Linked DNA regions of Mus musculus: all the other regions are linked to region 3. The links are chromatin contacts, called in public ChIA-PET and HiChIP or PLAC-seq maps. All regions are on one chromosome and are shown on one strand. Each heading gives the region's core, a stretch centred on a gene start, on an enhancer-like site or on the middle of the called end of the contact. The rest is flanking DNA. Distances are from core to core; before and after follow the strand shown. Region 1 overlaps Armc3 (armadillo repeat containing 3). Region 2 overlaps Pip4k2a (phosphatidylinositol-5-phosphate 4-kinase, type II, alpha). Region 3 holds the start of Dnajc1 (DnaJ heat shock protein family (Hsp40) member C1).

What was found. ChIA-PET counts read pairs in DNA pulled down with a chosen protein or histone mark. HiChIP or PLAC-seq counts read pairs in DNA pulled down with a chosen protein or histone mark.
Region 1: a contact with region 3 is called in an H3K4me3 HiChIP or PLAC-seq map of pro-B cells, with 11 times the contacts expected there. The contact joins the enhancer-like site here to the promoter of Dnajc1 in region 3. A contact is called at or near these places in 2 of 39 promoter capture datasets (cranial neural crest and pre-B cells), 1 of 15 datasets of contacts at CTCF or cohesin (pro-B cells), 1 of 484 Hi-C or Micro-C datasets (bone marrow-derived macrophages), 15 of 115 datasets of contacts at active chromatin or transcription factors (DN3 thymocytes, the SCID.adh cell line, acute myeloid leukemia and 12 more) and 1 of 9 other capture datasets (embryonic stem cells).
Region 2: a contact with region 3 is called in an RNA polymerase II ChIA-PET map of memory CD8 T cells, with 12 read pairs. The contact joins the enhancer-like site here to the promoter of Dnajc1 in region 3. A contact is called at or near these places in 1 of 484 Hi-C or Micro-C datasets (CD8 T cells), 3 of 115 datasets of contacts at active chromatin or transcription factors (memory CD8 T cells, pancreatic cancer cells and pro-B cells) and 1 of 9 other capture datasets (adipose tissue).

Annotation. Positions count from the first base shown.
Region 1 is chr2:19,299,094-19,303,250 of GRCm38.p6, reverse strand. It overlaps Armc3 (armadillo repeat containing 3), which reads right to left. Exons shown (of 20, transcript NM_001081083.2): 18 at 2,582-2,779. Among named protein-coding and RNA genes, the nearest start is that of 4930447M23Rik, 43 kb to the left of the region's middle. Within about 2 kb of position 2,665, at least 126 of the 459 cell types and tissues checked have an H3K27ac peak or open chromatin away from gene starts, as enhancers often do. A contact at or near this core is called in DN3 thymocytes, acute myeloid leukemia, bone marrow-derived macrophages and 6 more, where this site is marked.
Region 2 is chr2:18,949,217-18,953,755 of GRCm38.p6, reverse strand. The region is part of intron 1 of Pip4k2a (phosphatidylinositol-5-phosphate 4-kinase, type II, alpha); the gene reads left to right. Among named protein-coding and RNA genes, the nearest start is that of Pip4k2a, 47 kb to the left of the region's middle. Within about 2 kb of position 1,470, at least 85 of the 459 cell types and tissues checked have an H3K27ac peak or open chromatin away from gene starts, as enhancers often do. A contact at or near this core is called in CD8 T cells, memory CD8 T cells and pro-B cells, where this site is marked.
Region 3 is chr2:18,390,836-18,395,104 of GRCm38.p6, reverse strand. It overlaps Dnajc1 (DnaJ heat shock protein family (Hsp40) member C1), which reads left to right and starts at 2,275. Exons shown (of 12, transcript NM_007869.3): 1 at 2,275-2,814. The coding sequence starts at 2,605.

The DNA.
Region 1 (4,157 bases), core at 1,416-3,915, 910 kb before region 3:
GAGGCATTTACTAACTGGTGAGCTTTCTTCTTTCTATTCTTGTGAGAGAAGGTCTCAGCACGTGGCCAAGGCTGGCCTAGCCCTTGTGAGGCTTCTCCAGCCTGACCAGTGTACAGTGCACTGGAGTAGCCCACTGTAAATTTCATGACTTTTTTTCTTTTAGAATTTATCTTTTGGATTAAGAATGATATGGCATTATATAACACTGACATCAAAGGAGAGTAGAAGAGGAGGAGGAAGAAAAATGTACTTCAAGGGTAGCAGGTGTGTGGGAGAGAGAAATTGTGATACTTTGTTTTGTATCCCCACCCCCAAAATACTATCTCCTATGATAATGTCAACAAACATCTCTAAAATTTCTGTATAACTAAGAACATATGGTGGGGAGAAAAATTGAAAAGTTAAAGGAAAGATTGGTCTTTGGCTATACTGTGAAGAATAATGCCTTAAAAACCCTAAATGGGGGGTTTTGGGGGGGGGTGCTCAGATGTAGGGAGAACAGGGAGAGAGAAGGAAGATGGTGGGAGTGGGAGGGACGGGCAATCTCTCTCACCTGCCAGAGAGACCTAGGATAGGAAGAGGCCCCACAGGGTCTATGGAAGTGACTTTAGCTGAGATTCCTATCAGTGGGGGATATGGATCCTGAAGTGATCACTTCCTGTAGCCAGGCAGGACTCTCAGTGGAGAGATTAGGACAGCTACTCACCCACAAAACCTTTGACTCAAAATGTGTCCTGCCTACAAGATGTGCAGGGACAAAGATAGAGCAGAGACTGAGGGAATGGTCAACCAATGACTGCCCCAAATTGAAACCCATTCCATGGGCAGGAATCAATCCTTGACACTACTAAGGATATTCTGTTATGCTGGCCAACAGGAACCTAGCATATCTGTCCTCTGAGAGGCTCCACCCAGCAGTCAATGGAAAGAGATGCAGAGACACCCGAACCTTAGACGGAGCTTGGAAGATCTTACTAAGAGCTGGGAGAAGAATTAAGGGACCCAAGAAGACAGGGACTCCATAGAAAGACCAACAGAGTCAACTAACCTGGACCTTTGGGGACTCCCAGAGACTTTATCACCAACCAAAGGGCGAGTCTGGGCTGGACCTAGGTTCCCTGCACTTGTGTAGCAGATGAGCAGCTTGGTCTTCATTCGAGTCCCCTAACTAGAGCAGGGGCTGTCCCTGAACCTGTTGCTGGCCTACCCGCCTGCCTGTGGATACCTGGCCCCTAAAAGCACCTTCTTGCCTGGCCTCAGTGGGAGAGGATGCACCTAGTCCTACTCCCGCCCAACTTGATGTGGGGGGTGGGATGTGACACCCAGAGGGGGCTCCCACTTCTCAAAAGTGAAGTGGAATGGGGTAGGATTGTGTGAGAGAGTACTGGGAGGAGAGGAAGGGCTGTTATTGGGTTGTAAAGTGAATAAATAAAAATTTAAAAACACACAAGAAGAAAACAAAACAGTGCAACTAAACCAAAACAAAGGACGATGAGGAAGGGAGGTGGAGGCGAGCAGTCACCCCACCTGTAGTGACAGCCCATCCCGCAGCTGGACAGACCTCTGCCATTGTCTTGCTCCTTATTATTGTTTAAATGTAAGCTGATTCAGAAGTGATGTGTGGAGCCTCCGCTAGAACACAGTGTTGAGAAGTACTGCACAAGTGTTTACAAGACTCTCCAGTCAGAGCCATCAAGCCTCAAGGACACAGGAAATCCTTCTAGAGCCAACCGCACTGAATCTCCCCCAGTCCTGTCTGACAGAAGTCGGGGATCTGTCAGCTGAGAGGCTTACAGTTGTCACTTCCGGGTTTGAGGACAGCTACTCGACTCCCACCTGCAGTTGACTGAGCCCCCACTGTGGCTGGTGCTAAAGCCAGCAGTTCACCTGCTGGGTTGTGCCAATCATGGAGCCCGTCCCCATTTTCAGTCCTGCTCCCTTAGAGACCTGCTCAGGGCCTCAGCCTCTGTTTATGGAAGGAGCCCAGTGAAGAAGAGCAACTTCTGAGGCTTACACAGGGCTTGTTCTGTCCAGCAGCAAGCTCTCAGAGTGCCCACAGCCCACTCCCGAGAAATAGCAAATGAACCAGCGGACACCCATTAGAAAAGGAAATGTGTATTAAAACAAAACAAAACACAAACAAACAGCAGGGGGGTTAGAGAGAACTCACAATAGGATGCCTTTAAATGCTGAGTACCTCATACACTTAAGGAACAATTTGGTTTTTAAACATAGATTCATTCACTCACTACCTCTCTAAGATCATACCAAAGATGTGTCTTAACAGCTTAGCTAAAAAAAAAAAAAAAAAAAAAAAAAAAGCAAAAGCAAAAACCAGGTGTTTGTCTCTAAGCGATTTCAACTCTGACTCACACAAAAAAGAAGAGCACCCGTGTGTGAGTCATTGTGCTTCTGCGGGAAGGCAGAGCACGGGCGCTGTAAACCATTGCAGCTTCTTTTGTTGGTTTTATTTTAAAGTAACTTTAAAGAAAAGCAAACCACTGTAAGTTTTTTTTTTTAAAAATCTGAAATTAAAATAGATATACAGAGAGAGAAGGAGAGGGAGAGGGGAGAGACTCACTTGGCAAGGACCTCAATCTGCTCCTTAAGGTTGACAATGGGCAGTATCGACTTGGTCACCTCCAGCACATACACACAGAACTCAGGGTCAGGAGGAGGGTTCCACTCTTTCTCAGGGCTGCCTTCCGTGAACTTGGGCAGTGCCAGGATCTCTTCTTCCTCTTTCACTTTCTCTTCTTCTTTTTTCCCTTTCCCTTTCCTTTGAAAGTAAGCAATAATAAAACCCCATATCCTGTCGAAATGTCCAAATACTAACTATGCTCTGAGTCAATCTGAGAAGCCTCAGGGAAATAAGGAAAGGGTAATCGGGGAGGGAAATTAGTTAAAACAAAATACAATGTGTGTATGTATGTATGTATGTATATATGCAAATGCTATGACAAAGCTCATTATTTTGCATCTATATTAAAAGTTAATTTAAATTAAAAATATAGAGACAATTCAAATGTCCTTTGATAAGAGATGGGTATATAGTGTTAAGACCATACAATAAAATACTGGTTAAGAGTAAAAAGGGATAGGCTACCAATGCACAGAACAATTTGGAAGCATCTCAAAGGCATTATGCTGGCTGGAAAACATCAGTATCAGATGTAACACACGAATGATCCCATCAAAGTCATTCTTGGCTGGACCTGGTAGTCCATGCTTTTAATGCCAGCACTCAGGAGGCAAAGATAGGCAGATTACTGTGGATTCAAGGTCAGCCTGGTCTACAAGTGAGTTCGAGGCTAACTAGGGCTACATAGTAAGACCTTGGAAAGGCAAAAATAACAGAAAAACCACCACCAGGTCTCGTTCTTTTTTCCAGAGAAAAGAATGAGTTGCAGTATCAGGGCAGGACTCTGGGTTGGCTGAGCTTTTTTCTATTCTGACTGTGGTGTCAATGGCTGCACAAATTCCCTCTTTAAAATTCTGTAGCATTTTAAACAGAAAGACATTTTGTGGCATGTTAATTTAAAACTTTGTTGCTTGTATCGTTTTCTTTTTCTTTTTTCTTTTTTCTTTTATTTTTTTTTAAATTTTCCTCTGTGTAGCCCAGGCCATCCTGGAACTCACTATTCACTCCAAGCAAGCCATGAACTCAGAAATCTGCCTGCCCCTGCCCCTGCCTCTGCCTCCTAAATGCTGGGATTAAAGGTGTGCACCACCACTGCCCGGCTAATTAAAGACTTCAATTGCTCTGGGCACTCTGCTTACATCTGCGTGAGTAGTTATTCACGTTTACACCAATTATCCCTAGCATGGGAGGTGGAAAAGCTTGCTCTTCATACACTTCCATTGGCTAACACTAGGCACTAGCTGCTGAATTCCTTGAATCCATTTTCTGTTGGGTACCCTTCCTGCAAATAGCTTGTCCTAAACCTTTGACCCACCTCCAGCCCCGTATGTTATAATTACTTTCAGTATCTCCTGCTAATAGATAATGTCTTCTCTGTCCCTGGTACTCCTTGGGATTACTTTACCAGCCTTTTTTCAGGGGATGGCACTAGCTGAAAGGATGGAAGGACTGACAGAAGAGCAAGTGACTGCCTTAGGTAGTGCTGACCCAACAGAACTTTGGCTGGGGAGGAAAG
Region 2 (4,539 bases), core at 221-2,720, 560 kb before region 3:
TTTCTAATTAAGAAACAAAGGCCAGTATTAACTTGTCTAAGGGGAGTCCAGTTTCATAACTGATTATTTTGGGTGTGAAGAAAGTCCGTCCTGTGGATTCTTGCTGTCAGGAGTGTTCCATTTGTTAGATGTTGATGCTTTTATGACCACTGATTTTGTAAGTAAACCTCAGTCTGTTGGAAAAAGCAGTCAGGCGCTACAAACACGCTATTCCCTCCGTTCCTGTTCTTAGTTTTGGATGAACAGAACACATTGGGGCCAAGGGGTCAATAGTGAAATCTTAAGGTGTGTGCTGCCCTGGTTATGATCTGATAGCCATAGAGTCATTGTGCACTATTTCAGCAATGCTGTATTGTGTTTATACACACATCACAACCTTCTGTTGACTTTGCCCCAGGCGCTGTTAATTTGCAGCTGGTTAACAGAATGCCACAGAAATGACTTATTTTTCCTTTCCTTGCTTGTGGTCATGAGCAGTCTCTTTTCAGCATCTCAGGAAACAGGACCCACCTTTACCCAGTGAATTAACGTGTTTGACCTGATGGTTGAAGGTTTCATTCTGACTCCAGTGAGGGATTTTTATGCCAGGATTACATCTTTATTTTCTTTTCTTAAGTTATAGTGTGTTGGAAACATGGACTTTACCTAAAATTAGTTTAGTGGAGACATTATTATCTTTGTGCAGTTATGGGCTGTGGGTTTAAAATATGCTCTACTATAAATGAACAGCGAGTGGGTTCACCTGAACTCATAGAAGGGAAGAGGGAGAGGTAGTGAGGAGAAAGAGAGAAAACAGGACTGACTGAATGAATGCGTGCATGCATGAATGAACACCAACTGGGGATAGAACCCAGGTTCTAGTCCATGCTACATCAGCACTGCACTCCTGGCCACACCCCTAACCCCTCACCCCTGTCTGTCCTCCTCATGTATACCCCATAAAAAGACATCAGCGAAGGACTGAGTTTCTTGGAGAGAAGCAGCTACTGCCTGTTCTGTCATTCCCACCAGAGGAGCACTAATATCTCCAAAAAGCCCCGGGAAGATGTGTGTGGAGGGGGCTCATCAGCTCTGTCTATGTGAAGCTTTGTTTCCAGTGGGGCCTGTTTTAAAAGAGTGGATGTCCCAGAAAATGTGCTAAGAAGTTGAGAACATCACAGGCTGTGTGGCTGCATATAGCATTTGAAGACAAGCCAGCTGCCAACTGTTGCAAAATGGCTGTGTTCCTCCGTGTCTAGAATTTCCTTCTGAGATGCTTTTAGAAGCTTCTTTCTTCTCGTCTGTCTTTCCGTATTTGATGGTGGCTTTGGAGTTAGTTGATAAGTTTCCAAGGCAGGCTTCATAAATCAATACCATCCTGCTGCAGAGAAGCCCCCCGCCCCCCTTTTCCTGTGAGTTGGAGAAGGAAGCTTTGAGAGACTGCGGTTTTACTTAGGACTTTTATCTCAGGTCCCTGTCCCCATGGTTAGATGAAAAACATGAAAACTGCGGTTGGTAGTCAGGAAGTTTAATGTTAACGTCATTATAGCTACACAGTCTTGGATGCTTATTTTGAAATTCATACTAACAGTGGATAAAGCCCCACTTCTGCACTTCCACATGTAAACTAGCAGTTGTAGAACTTGAGATTGGGAACCAAGGCAATGAGAACAGAAACAGAACTGGGGTTGGAATTTGGAGAGAATAATTAAGATGTGTTCACTGGCAAATTGTTTTCCTTAATATACTTTATTAAGATTCTTTCTGGGAAGAAAAACTGTCAAAAATTTTAAATATGAAAAATGTAGTTTTAATTTCACAGTAATAATTGATAACCTGTTCCATAGATATAAAAGATATGGTCACTGGTTAGTAGGAAAATTTGTGTATATAAGTGTGTGTGTGTGTGTGTCTATGTGTGCGTGTGTGTTTCTGTGTATGTATATGTGTGTGTCTGTGTGTTTCTGTGTGTGTGCATTTGTGTGTGTATGTCTATGTGTCTGTGTGTATGTATGTGTATCTCTGTGTGTATGTGTGTCTCTGTGTGTGTGTGTGTGTGTGTGTATCTCTGTGTGTATGTGTGTTTCTGTGTGTGTCTGTGTGTATTTGTGTGTGTATGTCTATGTGTCTGTGTGTATGTATGTGTATCTCTGTGTGTATGTGTGTCTCTGTGTGTGTGTGTGTCTGTGTGTATGTATGTGTGTGTATGTGTGTCTCTGTGTGTGTGTGTGTATTTGTGTGTGTATGTCTGTGTGTCTGTGTGTATGTATGAGTGTATGTATGTTTCTCTGTGTGTACGTGTTTGTGTATGTATGTCTCTGTGATTGTTTGTAGTGTTAGTACATTGAAAGCAAAATAAATGATCTGTTAGTACTGAAGTAGCCGGTTAGGCTGCAGTGCATTCATACGATGGGAACATTTGTGTTAGGCTAGACCAACAATATAGGAGGGAGTCTATAAAATTCTATTAAGGAAAGGGAAGATCCAGAGAAAAATATGCCATACGATGTTTTAATATATCTCCAAGTCATATTTTAAAAACACAGACCATTTCCCTATGTTATTTAAGGATTAAGTCTAATTGTTTTGTTGTTGTTTATCTGCATCTTTGTGTGTGGATGTACGCACATGAGTGCAGAGGCCTCAGAGGCCAGACAAGGGCATCAGAGACCCTGAAGCTGGAGTTGCAGACAATTGTGAGCTGCTGGAAATGGTTTATGGGAGCAGAGCTCAGGAACTTTGGACGAACAATATGTGTTCTTAGTTGCTGAGCCATCTCTCCTCCCCCACCCCTGTTGTTTCCTCATTGCTACATTGGTTGTGAAGTAAAGTGATAAAGTCAGATAAAGAGACAGTTATTTAGTCATATAGTTTTATGTGTATTTGTGTTTTGGTGTAATAGATATATAAATGAATATATGCATATAAGAATTATCAGAATATTAATGGAGACTGTCTTCAATATTGGTAATATAGAAAGATGTTTATATTTTTCCTCATTTCCTTCTCTTTGAATTTTCGAAGAACCCATAGTTATATAATGCTAAAGAAAATAAAGCTTTGTGGATCAAGGGATGAAAGATCCATTATGGATGATTGTCGGTTCTTTGCTGTATATAAAACAAACAAAAACCAGTTCTGTGTCTACAGTGTTAGGAGACTCAGAAAATATCCATGGGCCTCCAATAGTAAGGTGGTATTCAATTCATAAAGTTAAATATTCCTTTTGTGGTGAATCTCTCAAACATCACCAGTTCGTGTCAAAAATCAAGGTAGCTTAGTGATACCAAACCTTTGTTTATAAAGCACACAGATAACAGCCTAACAATAGAAGGGAGACTGGAGATCGACCCACACAAAAATGGCAGTCAGAAAGAAAGAATGCAAACACATGGCACAAAAGCATGTTACTGTGTGTTATTAACACAAAGAAGTACCTGTGTAGAAAATGGGCGAGAAAAACCAGCGATGAAGACTGTAAATGGCCAATAAGCACAGTGATGCCAACATGAATGGAACAGTAGTTACCCATAATTGATGATAACTGAGCAGAAGCTGGGATGTATCCTACACACATGCATACATGCTCAGTCCCAGGAATTCCTTTCCTGGGGGCATATCATGACATGGTGAATAAGAAACTTGTTTACAGTGCAACCTGTTTGTAATGTAATGAAGGGAAAGTAAAATGTCTAAATATAAGATGACATCATGTTTCTTTGGTTGTTTTTGTTTTTGTTTTTGTTTTTGGTTTTTTCCCAGACTAGCCTCAATTGAACTCATAGAGATCTGCCTGTCTCTGTCTTCTAAGGGCTAGGACTAGGGTGTGCCACCACACCAAGCGATGACGACATTATGTTAAGAGCTACCCAATTGAGCCCTATGCCATAACAAATCACAAAATAATTATGTATGCATATGGAAAATTTAGTGACTTAATGTAATGTTTAAAAACAATTGAAATCAGTAATTGGTTAATAATATGCATATATGATTTTTATTAAAATTATTTGTAGGACATTTTATAAGAAATGTCTAGATGACTACATATCAAAATTTAGTAATTTGGTGACTCAGACAGAGTCATACACCCATAGCCAAACAGTGGATGGAGCTTGGGGACTTTTTATAGAAGAATAGGAGGGAGACTGTAGCCCCTAAGGTGATAGGAACTCCACAGGAAGACCAACAGAATCACCTAACCTGGACCCTTGGGGCTCTCAGAGTCTGAACTACCAACCGAAGAACTTACACAGGCTGGACCTAGGTCTCCCCGCACATATGTAGCTGATATGCAGCTCAGTCTTCATGTGGATCCCATAACTGGAGCAGGGATACCCCAAAAGCTGTTGCCTGTCTGTGGGATATGTTCTTCTAGCTGGACTGCCTTCTCTGGCCTCAGTGGGAGATGAAGCACCTAGCCCCACAGAGACTTAATGTGCTAGGGTGGGGGAACACCCAGGGGAGTCCCTACCAACTCAGAGGAGAATGGGAGGGGGGGTAAGGGGAAGGATTGTGGGAGTGACCAGGAGGGGGGCAGTGTGTGGGATGTAAAGTGAA
Region 3 (4,269 bases), core at 1,026-3,525:
AGAGTAGGATTGTGACTGGGATGCAGAGTTATTAAGATTCAATCAACTTCTGTTTTTCTTTTTTTCTCTTCATGATTCGTCTGAAATTTTGAGCAAGAACCAGAAAAGCATTCATCCTCTTGGCCCTAGAGATCTTCTTTGTGTAACTTCAGAAGTAACTGCCATGGTCTTGAGTGTGAAGAATAACGCCCATGTATTTAAAGTAGGCGTTCCCTTTAGGTAGCCTTATATAGACTTACAGCCGTGTATTAGTCAGAGCTCTCTAGAATCACAAAACGTATAGACTAAATTCTCTCTCTCTCTAAGTCTATCTATCTGTCTATCTGTCTGTCTGTCTATCTATCTATCTATCTATCTAAAGAGAATCTATCTATCTATCTATCTATCTATCTATCTATCTATCTAAAGAGAATACACTGGAGTGACTTATAATCTGCAGTAGTTGCTCAGTCCCACAATGTTAAGTAGTTCAGCTGGTCTTCTGTATAAGCTGGAATCCTGAAGAAGTAGATTCCAACAGATGTGCTGGCAAAGTGAATGCAAGCAGGCAAAGAGGAGTGAACCTTTCCTTTTTCCTTTGTTCTTATGTAATCCTCCAGCAGAAAGTATGGCGCAGATTAAAGGGTGCCTCGAGATCTGTATTAAAAATGTGTGTCTTCCAGCCTGAAGCGCTAGATCAAAAGCTTGTGTCTGCTGTGCCCTCCATTTCTGGATTGTAGTTTACTCCAGTTATAGTGGAGTTGACAACTGGGCATAGCTATCACAAATCTTATGACCAGTGAGCACAGTTCCTCAACCTCAAGCGATATTCAGCGGGCGTCTTGTGGGACGGCTGACTGTATGTTTGGGGCTTCTTTGTACCTTAGTCCATCATACAATTCAAAGTAAAGATTTCGTTGCTTTCTTTTTATCTGTGTAAAGTCCCTCTGAGCAGACCAAAGCGAATCACTCCATACCTAGGATCAGTAAATGCCACCAGGGAAGAAAACAGCTGATAACTGCCCTTAGCCCAGACATTGACAAAGGATTTATTCAATTGTGTTACCTCCTGCAGCACAACAGTTAATGTGGAAATGACAAATTTGAATTGTAGTAAGAAAATTGTCTCAGAGAATAAAGTAGAGGCAACTCGACTTCTGTATCAGCCTGGCCTTAGAAAGTGATAAGTCCCCTGAAAATGGAGTAAGTCCTTAGAGTTCTTGGACAACACAGAGTTCAAGACAGAAATACAGGACTGTCTGCTAAGAGCTCATACTAACACGTTTGCAGTTGTGGCAAGATCACACCACTTTCAAATAACACAGTATTCAATAATATGATCAAATATGGAAAGGATGGACATTGGGTAAACAAAATTTGTTGTTGCCATATTTTCTGACAGTTTCACTCATTGAATAAACAAACATTTGCTTTAATGTAGGGACTTGGTAAAGATGATGGGTCTTGTATGTACATGTATGTGCCTGCCTATGTGTATGTGCACATGCACAGGTGCCTGTGGAAGCTTGAGGTGAGTACTGGATCACTGCAGCTAGAATTACAGGCAGTTGTGAACCACTCCAATATGGGTACCGGGAACAGAACTCAGGTCCTCTGCAAGAGGAAGAAGTGGTCTTAATCAAAAGTCAATACTAGGTCCAAGATTAGTTTTACTTTAAGGAAATAAACTTCAGACTTAAAAGAATATTTTAAATTTTATTTATATGTATGTGTGTTTGCTTTCTTGAATTTATGTGTATTAGGTGTGTGCAGGATCCTACAAAGGCCAGAAGGGGGCTTCAGATCTCCTGGAAATTAGAGGCTGCTTATTTGCATGGACTATATCCGCAAATCTTAATTCATATTTAGAAGTATAATTTTTTTCTTGGTTAAATTCCTTTTTGTGCCCCCACCTTCCAAAACCACAATGGGGTGGATCTGTGTGTTTTAGGCATTGTTCAATTCATCCTACCTTTACTGATCAAATAACAAAATGCACATGAACAGAAGCCCCTAAGCAATAAAATACATCGACCCTCCAATATGCTTTTAATATCAATACTTAGGAAGGCAAGGTAGAAGGCATGGGGAAGAAAACCTACAGATAGGCGTTCTTGGCCCAGGAGGTCCGCGATTGTTGATTATTCACCTCTTTTAGCCAGCGCTGACACACGTGCAGCTGCTCTACAAGCCAGCCACGGAAAGCTGTTCTCTGAGGCCAGAATCCAGAGCGCCTGGCGTTCCTACTTCCGGCCCCGCCCCCGCCCCACAGTTGCTAGGAGACGTGATGTCACCGGAAGCGAGGCCTGGGATAGGCTGAGGCCTGGGGAAACCTCTCCCACACGGCCGCTTGGGTGCCAGCGCTGGCTCTCCAGCTGTTCCTAGGCCGGGGCGAGGGTCTAGAGAGGGAGAGCGGGCTGCGGCCGGTCTCCGCTCCCCAGCCGCCGGCTCCGCGGCAGTTAGTGCTTCCCTCGAGCCGGCAGCCTGGTTGGTCGCTTCCGGGCGGCTGCCCGCGCTCCTGACTGACAGGCGCCGTCCGCACCGCCCGCGCCACCCGCCACGTCTCCGCTCTCTGCCGGCGCACGGCGTGGCTGCCTGCCGACCGACCTCTTTGAGCCCAGCGCGATGTGGGTTCCCGGCTTCGGATCCGCGCGACTTCCCCAGCGCCGGCGCTCCGGGTTGGAGTCATCCTCGGTGCGGCCGCTGTGGCTGCTGCTGCTGTTCCTGCTGGCAGCCGTGCGGCCAGTGCGCGCCTGGGAGAGCGGAGACCTGGAGTTGTTCGACTTGGTGGAAGAGGTGCAGTTGAACTTCTACGAGTTCCTCGGGGTGCAGCAGGTAAGCGCGGCGGGCCGGACCTCCTCACCCAGCCCGGTCCACTTGACCGCCATCTCTTCCCAGTTCCTCACTGTCGGCCCAACTTCGGAACTTCTGATCTGAGTGTTAGGCTGGACGGTGCAACTACCTTTTCTTTGGCTTTCTGGAGACCATCCTTCCCCCACCCCGCGAGCTGTGCTGAAGGAAGAAGGAAGAGAGATGTAGGCAGACCGATTTTTAACACTCAAGTGTGACACAGTAACCATGTATCACCCCAAATTGTCATCTTCCCACTTAAACATATGTTTACTCCAACTGCCTCCCTCTCCCTCGTCCTTTCTGGGAAGACTGAAATACATTTTGCCCAGCGTCTGTTAGCAGTTTTCTTGCACTGTATTTTGTAATCGTTAAAGCCTGCTATTAGTGTTTGTGTAGCAGTTAGAAATCTGGAAAAATTTGAAGCCTCCTCCCGCTTGGTCCTAGAACTCATTAGAGAAGTTGTGACACTTTCAGGGTTTGAGGTGTTTGGAGTGCTGTTGAAAGAGGAGGTCAGGATAGTCTTGTGTATACGTCCTTGCCTCTCCATTGATTTCATTTCAGGTTTTAACTTGGGTCTTTAACTTGTAAAATCTCTTGTTCCCTTTTATTTCTACTTGAAAGTGATTGAGTGAGGGTATTTATTCAGACTACCTCAAACAATGAACAGAAAAAAGAAGACATGTTAATAACTAATAATAACTTCATGATCATGGAATGAGAGAGACTTCCACAAGCTATGATTGAGTCCTTCACACAAGATGTAAGTTGTGAAGCAAAAACAACAGCAGCAGCAAAAAGGCACACTTAACAGAATTAGCTAAGAAATGTACCTCTTCCTATAAGTTATGAAATAGGAAACTTTCAAAGGAAATGAATTGAACTGTTAAACAGAAATTTAATTTTTAATAATTGCATTTTAATTCCATGATTGCATATAAAATCATTGAGTATAAAATTACCATGGTATTAAACTTAACAGTTCTCATTTCTTAAGAGTTAAAAATATTATACACAATGGTTTTGTGGTCATTGTGTTACCTTGTGCCACTTCCTGCTCATAGAGAAAAAATAGGCCTCATTTCCAGAGTAAATGATAATGCAGTGTATTTAACAATAATTAGTGAAAATGTAAGTTTGAAGACTATTTATTTGGGCTTAGGTTCTTGAGACAGGTTCTTCATGTAGCTCAGCCTATCCCCTTAAACCGTCATTCCCCAGCCTCAGGCTCCTGGATGCTGAGATTGTAGGCTTTTCCCACTCAGGAGAGGCATTTTACTTTTTAACGTAAAAAAACAAAACCAAAAACAACAACTACTAAAAACAAAACAAAACACCCCTCCCCCCCCCAAAAAAAACTAGGGTAGGTAGAATAGGAAGTAATTCCTCTACAGTTTTTTTTTTTTTTTTTTTTTTTGGTTTTTATTTTATTTTATTTAG